Regions from separate parts of the Pan troglodytes genome. Here region 1 is linked to region 2. A link is a contact called in public Hi-C data. All regions are on one chromosome and are shown on one strand. The core of a region is the stretch at or near the end of the contact, and the rest is flanking DNA. Distances in the headings are between cores, read along the strand shown.

Region 1 (3,595 bases), core at 96-2,595, 130 kb before region 2:
GAGTGCTTGCCCTGGGGGTAAGAACTCAAGAGAAACTGCCCAGGGTGGGACAAACTCAGTTCAGCAAGTTAAAGCAGGTTTGGCCAAGCTGGAGGCAACCCCATGTTGAATTGCTTTCCAGCCCAGGAAGCAGGAGTAACCTGAAGCAAAGGTTCCAGTTCTGACCTGGGGCTAAGGAAGGCCCAGCTAGTTGGCCAGTTGCTATGGATATAGAGATTATTCAGATCACAAATCCCTGAAAGATTCTCTGTGTCCACCTCTCAGGGGACAAAGGGCACTGCCAAAAAGAGAAAGACTTGAGGTGAACGTGTTGCCTGGGTCACTCCCAGTCTTCTAAAGGAATCTTTGGATTTTCAACATACAGAGCCTCCCCTCAAGTCCTGCCCTTTCCTGCCCAGTCATCCCCCAACCCCAACCAGAAGCCCAGACTCGCCTTTAGGAGCCCCACCCTCTAAGTTAGCTTTGGTGAAAGTACAACAAACGCAGGGCAAAGGTGTGTATGCGGGGTGTGGTTGTCTTGGGGCAGGGGACCCCTGTACCTTATGCTTCTGGGTTTGGCTGACTGAGCTGATCCCCAGACTTGGCTGGGTACGTGACTGATTCTACGCGAGACGGTATGTGATTTGTGTCAGCATTTGCACGCGACAGCACAACTGGCTGTCGGTACAATATGATTTTAGGTGACTTTGAGTATGTAAAGGAGCCCCTGGATACACCCAAAGTGTGTGAGCATGTGTGCGTGCGGGCTGAGGGACAGGACCTCTTCTCCTCAGAGCTCTCCCGAGGCTATGGAGTCTTAGAGGGGTGCACGGTGGGTGGGTCTGGTAAGCAGGAAGGTGTGGCTGCTTCTGAACTGCCCTCTTTATGCTGCCTTGGGAAAGGAGGGTTAGGGTAGGGGTGAGGAGCTGGAGCTGGGGGAAGGAAACCCCTCCCCTCTACGAGACCCTTCCCGGTAAAAAGCCAACCCAAAGGGAAGCCCTTGCCTCTGCCCATCTTGGAGCTGGTTTGATAGCCTGCTCTAAGCTCTTGCCTCCCCTGGGGTCCTACCCCTGCACCCCAGACACTGCCTTCCAGAGTCCCCTCCCTTCAAGAGCTGTCTGTAGGATGGGATCAGGGTCTGAGCAGCCTGAAAACCCCAAGTAGGGGAGCTGACAGGGGTGCCATTCAATCCCCCGGCCCAATCCCAGTGGGATGGAGCTGGTCTCTGCTCCACAGCTCCCACCTGTAGCCCCCCAGCCTTCCCGAACCCTCACACCTTTGCTCAGCGGCAGCTCCGCTCCGCTCTCCTCTCTGCACTGCTTCCCAGCTCCTCTCCGAGTGGTCTGCCTCCTCCCTTTTTCAGTCCTCGGTTCAGCCCTATGAGTCAAACAGGTGGCACTGTTGCCACCTACAGGAGGCTGTGTGGGTCCTCTCCCAAGGCCTGCAGCTGCTCTGTGGCCTGGGCACAGCCCGGGTGGGAAGATGGGAGGGAGGAAGCGGGAGGGAGAGCAAATCTGCTTCTTTACTCGCTGGCGGTCAGGGGGCTTGGGGTGAGGAATTCCTTTGTGCAGGCTTTCCCATCCCTCTGTCCCTCCTCCTGTTCCCCTCCCAGTCACTGCCGGGGCTTTGTCCTGGCTCAGGGAGGCGAGGGCTGAGGGCACAGGCTGGCGGGAAGCTGGTGGGGGGGGGGGGAGGTGACCACACAACTTTGCAACTTGGCAGTGAGGAGAAGAGGCCCAGCCAGCCCACTGGAAAGGCATGTGTGTGTGTGTGTGTGTGTGTGTAAGCCTAACATCAAGTCTCAAGCTCCCTGGGAATACAGCCTTGATTCATTAGGCTCCCTCCCCTATTGAGCTCCTACTTCTAATTCAGCAAGGTGCATGTATAAGAAGCTGCAGCCTGGCGCGGTGTCTTACACCTGTAACCCCAGCACTTTGGGAGGCCGAGGCGGGTGGATCACCTGAGGTCAGGAGTTCAAGACCAGCCTGGCCAACATGGTGAAACCCCGTCTCTACAAAAAATACAAAAATTAGCCAGGCATGATGGTGTGCACCTACCAAAGACTAGGTAGTTGCATGGGACATCTCACAAGGCCAGGTTTAAAGCAAAGACAAGCCTTGGTCATTTGTCCCAGCTACTTGGGAGGCTGATGTGGGAGGATTGCTTGAGCCCAGGATGTCGAGGCTGCAGTGAGTTGAGATTGTGCTACTGTGCTCCAGCCTGGGCAACAGAAGCTGCAAGCTACTTCCTGAACTCTGGATAGCAAGTTGCCGTTTCTGGACCAGAGGTCCCCGTGGGCCTTCTGGATCCTGGGTGACACTAGCAGTTCTCCCACCTTCCCTCATCACTCCAGACAGGAGATGCTCATTCAGGACTTGTGTCATTTCTGCTGCCTTGTCCCTAAGGCATATGAGTCTCTTTCCAAGAATCTTTTGAGGAGTGTAGAGTATATTGGGGTCACAGGCTTTTGGAAGATGAACACATAGAAAAGATGCTGTTACTATAGCATCAGCATCAGCAGGGAAGGGCTGGCTAGCACACTATAGTTTGCTTAGTGCTAAAGCACAGGGGTCTGGGTGGGATGGGGGCCAGGGGCTGGCTTGGTTGACCTCTCCCTCTACATTACGCCTGATGCGGTGACTCGAGGTCTGGGGGCTATTAGTGCAGTGTTGGTGGGAAAGGATGTTTTCTCTGGGGATAAGCCTGCTTACCCCTCCCCCAACACACACTGGATTTCAAACAGTGAGAAGGAAGACTGGCTCTCTTATGCCAAGAGCTGGCCCCCCTCCCACTCAGGCTTCCCATTGTATCCAGAGGCTCTAGTTGGCAATGGCAGAGGCTCCCTTGCTCCCTCGGCATTAAAATGCAAAGAGAAGCAGGGCTGCTTGCTGGCAGGAGGCCAGGGAGGACCAGCAGGTCACCTAGTCCATGGCAGGCTTCATTCTAGGCAGATTGTTGCTCAATTTCTTTTGCTTGGGCTCTGGTGGATTCTAGAGGAGTCTTGGCTTTTGAGTGTTTGGGGATGGTTTGGGAGCTTTTTTGGGGAGAAGGGTTTTGGGATTCAGAATGCATGGATATGAAGCGCAGGGCTTGTGAGCACCTACCTCAGAAGGCTACAAGGCCAGTCAGCAGCTTGAGTATGGCATTCCAGGGCTGGCCCACTTTTAGCTTTAAGCAGAGATAGAGAACACTGATAGACTGTAAGGCGTAAGCATCTTTCAAAGGAGAATGCAAGGAGCCAGTGCTGTTCTGTCCTGGGACTGGACAGCAGTGTGGTGCAACGCCCCTCCTACGCTAAGAAATCAGGCTGCAGGGCATTAGAAGTGGCTGCTGCTGGCACTCTAGAGAGTTGGCTAGAGTGAAGCTTGGATGGTAGCTCTGCATTCAGGTCCTAGCTCTATTGCTCACTAGCTTTGTGACTTTGGGTAAGTTACTTAACTTCTTTATACCCCAGTTTCCTCATCTGCAAAATAAGGACATCTATCTATGTTGACCTTTTTGTGTGTGTATGAAGAACAAATAAAACTGTGGCAAGAACATGGAGATGGTTAGTAAATGCGGTTTCTTCCTCCCAAATCTGGAAGCCAGGCAGGTTCTACAGTGGAGGTCAGGCCAC
Region 2 (3,457 bases), core at 11-2,510:
TTTTTAACTTGAAAAATTTTTCTTCTAAAAGATAGGTACAAAAAATTTAAAAATTTTTATATATTCAAAATTATTTATGTAGTCATCTATCTCCATTCCTATCCCTGGACTTTGAACTCCTTCAGGGCCTCGAAGCTATATTATTTATCACCTGAATCCCTCAACAAGCTTTGCAGTGCCTGAGCCTCAAGTAGGTTGGCACACTTATCACCATCAGCAACCACCACAGAGTTTATAATCTAATGAAGTTCCAGGATAAACAAACATATACAAGTCAAAGATGAACAGAACCACATAAAGCAAATACAGAATAAAACTAGCTTCAAGGGTACAGAGACGTTGACAAATGTTATTAGGCTAAGGGCTTCTTGAAGGCAGGAATCATGATTCATCGATTCCTGTATTTGCAGTGCCCAAGCACAGTGCTTGGCACATAGTATATGCTCAAGGAATATATGTTATGTTCGAGGAATCAAATCGCCTTACCTTTAAATACACCTTTTATGAGTGGCGCTACTGCTGTATTGAAGACTTCTTCCTGTTCAGTAGAGGGATCAAATACAAAATCGTAGGTGAAGGATTTATCTGTACCAACCACCACCTAGAGAAGGCACGGGACAAGGCGTAAGGTTAAAAATGAAAGGCAAGACCACACCCCTCGTTACCATTTGGCCCCAGCTGTTCAGACACAGGCTCTGGACTCTGCTACGCACCTGAGGCTCTCCGGGCACGAAGGAAAGGCACATCTGGCAGCCCTCGCTAATCTCTTTGGGGACCAGAGGGCGACAACGCAGCGCCACTCTTACAGGAATTCCCTTCACCTCTTCCTTCATGATCCTATCTCAGCACCGTCTCTGCGAGGGGGAAAAAGAAGGCTCGCTGATGAATGTTAGTAGGTCAGCAGGGGTGGGAGGGCGTCCTCCCCGGTTCCGACCCTCCTCAGCGGGAACACTGACTTGGGAGATTCACGCTCCATGACTTGGCCAGGGCTGGACCGCCCGTCAGCCCTGCACTCTAAAGAGAGGGCACGGGCTTCTGAAAGGCAAAGAAAAAACTCCAACGGGGACGGCGACAAAGAACCAAAGCCCTAGGGTACTGGGTAAAAACAGGTTCTGAGCTAAGGTGTGCCCCCGTAACTCACCAAACTAAATGTCCCTTCCCCGTTCTCCCTGGGCCTCCCGCCGCCCTGTCCCAGCCGGAGTTTTAACCGCCAAGTTTCAAATCCGTCCCGGAGACGCCAACCAATTGCAGTGCGGACTGCCCGAGGGCGGAGCGCGCACGTCGGCGCGCGCAGGCCGGCGCGGTGGGAAGGGGAGGGTCAGCTCGTTGCACCCTGGCCCGGCCTCTTTTCGACCCTGCGGAGCATCCGCTTCCGGTTCCCAGACTGAATTGTCGGTGAGCCGAGTCTGAGGTCGCTGTGGACTGCCCACTGGTGAGGTGGTGCGGCGTTTATGCGGCTGAGAGTGCGGGTCTCAGGCAGAATGTGGGGCGGGGACGTGGGAGGTGGCTGGTCAGGTGAAGAAGGAAGGGTCGATCTAAGGACCCTACCATTACTAATCACATCTAGGAAATGTGGGGCGGTGCCTTGCCCCGAGTCCCTGCGGATAGTTAACACTCCCTTGGGCTTCGAAAGTAGATCTTTTTAGACTCGACCCTGATTTCCTCTTCTCCAGGTTTGAGACGGTAACATCTGTTTTGCAGGATTATGAAAAATGAGGTCCTCTTTCTAGAGTACCTGACAGGTTGCTTGGCATCCAGAAGATGTTTAGCTAAGTTAAGAGTTTTCTTCTGTCTTCCTTCTCTCCTCCAACCTTAACACCTAGATATGGGCTGGGCCTGTAGACTGACTGCCTTGGAATGGGTTGGAGCTGCTGTCTGAAACTTGCTGGGCTGCTCTCCCTTTTGAACCACTTTTTGTCTGTTCTGATTCACTCTTCCAGGGCCTTGCCCGAGATGGACAGCCGGATTCCTTATGATGACTACCCAGTGGTTTTCTTGCCTGCCTATGAGAATCCTCCAGCATGGATTCCTCCTCATGAGGTGGGAACCATCTGTATTCCAGAGTAGGAGGTTTTTTTCCCCGTGGGCATGAGATGATGCATGAAAGGTAGGATAGCAGGGTTAGAAGGCAAAACGGAGAGTGAATCTTAGCACTGGTAGCCAGAGGACCCAGAAGCTGGATTCTGAGCAACAGGACCCATTGGGAACTTCTTTATGGAAGCCTCCTGCTAGGGTCTGTTCACACCGGTTAATTCTGGAAATTTGGAGCCTTCATTTCCATACTGTTAAGAGGTTCAGCGCGGTGGCTCATGCCCGTAATCCCAGCACTTTGGGAGGCCGAAACAGGCGGATCACCTGAGGTTGGGAGTTCAAGACCAGCCTGACCAACATGGAGAAACCCCGTCTCTACTAAAAATACAAAATTAGCCGGGCGTGGTGGCACATGCCTGTAATCCCAGCTACTAGGGAGGCTGAGGCGGGAGAATTGCTTGAACCTGGGAGGCAGAGGTTGCAGTGAGCCGAGATTGAGCCATTGCACTCCAGCCTGGGCAACAAGAGCAAAACTCCATCTCAAAAAAAAAAAAAAAAAAAGGTGAAGAAATGGGGAGCTACTGGGCTGCCCCAGTGCTATCCATCTACTCATTTAGTCTGTGTTATCTGTTCTACTTAAATTAAGTCTATGACCTTTCCTTTTCCTGACTTCAGGGTAATTCATTAGTGTTCCAGATGAAGGTAGGTGTGAAGTAAGACTGGTAAAATTTCTGGGGTTGCTGTGTCTTGCAGAGGGTACACCACCCGGACTACAACAATGAGTTGACCCAGTTTCTGCCCCGAACCATCACACTGAAGAAGCCTCCTGGAGCTCAGGTGAACTTATGAAACCTTATTTCAGGCTAGATTCGTCCATACCACAAATTGGCAGTGTTGGGGGGATGGATTGGAAAGCAGGTGCAGATGTGAGGCAACTTTCCTTCTTGTGGACAGAAAAGCTGAGATAACACTTCTGCAACTTCTGACTTTCCTCTCAGGGACACACAAGCTGAGCTATTGTACGATGATGCTACTAGTTGTTCTTGTGTTTGTGGTCTCCATTGAGCCCCCATTCTGTGCTCTTGTCTTACAGTTGGGATTTAACATCCGAGGAGGAAAGGCCTCCCAGCTAGGCATCTTCATCTCCAAGGTATTTATGCCCAGTAGGCAATATGGATCGTTACTTCCCTTTGTTAAATTAACAGATTGCAGAACCCTAATGTCCCAAGGGCTGAGAGGATGACTCTGGATTCATAGAAGGGGTATAATGGAGACACCCCCTTTCCCACTTAAAACTTTTCATTTGGCAGGCCATCTGTCTGCATACATTGTCACAGAAAAACAATAGCACCATACATTTGAATAGCACCGAATTTCACTGACAGTCTTCTGAAATTATCGCATCCCAATCACATGTATTCTCTCT

The links. A called contact is a pair of places that touch in the nucleus more often than the background predicts.
Region 1: a Hi-C map of stem cell-derived neural progenitor cells shows a contact between it and region 2, with 3 times the contacts expected there. The contact joins the promoter of GDPD2 here to the promoter of PDZD11 in region 2. A contact is called at or near these places in 1 of 7 Hi-C or Micro-C datasets (stem cell-derived neural progenitor cells) and 1 of 1 datasets of contacts at active chromatin or transcription factors (stem cell-derived excitatory neurons).

What each region holds. Positions count from the first base shown.
Region 1 is chrX:68,215,289-68,218,883 of NHGRI_mPanTro3-v2.0_pri, reverse strand. GDPD2 (glycerophosphodiester phosphodiesterase domain containing 2) reads right to left here and starts at 1,345. Exons shown (of 16, transcript XM_001153082.7): 1 at 1,256-1,345.
Region 2 is chrX:68,083,922-68,087,378 of NHGRI_mPanTro3-v2.0_pri, reverse strand. PDZD11 (PDZ domain containing 11) reads left to right here and starts at 1,260. Exons shown (of 7, transcript XM_001152839.6): 1 at 1,260-1,432; 2 at 1,941-2,040; 3 at 2,785-2,868; 4 at 3,125-3,181. The coding sequence starts at 1,954. It overlaps KIF4A (kinesin family member 4A), which reads right to left and starts at 1,308. Exons shown (of 31, transcript XM_016943591.4): 1 at 1,142-1,308; 2 at 714-854; 3 at 487-601. The coding sequence starts at 833.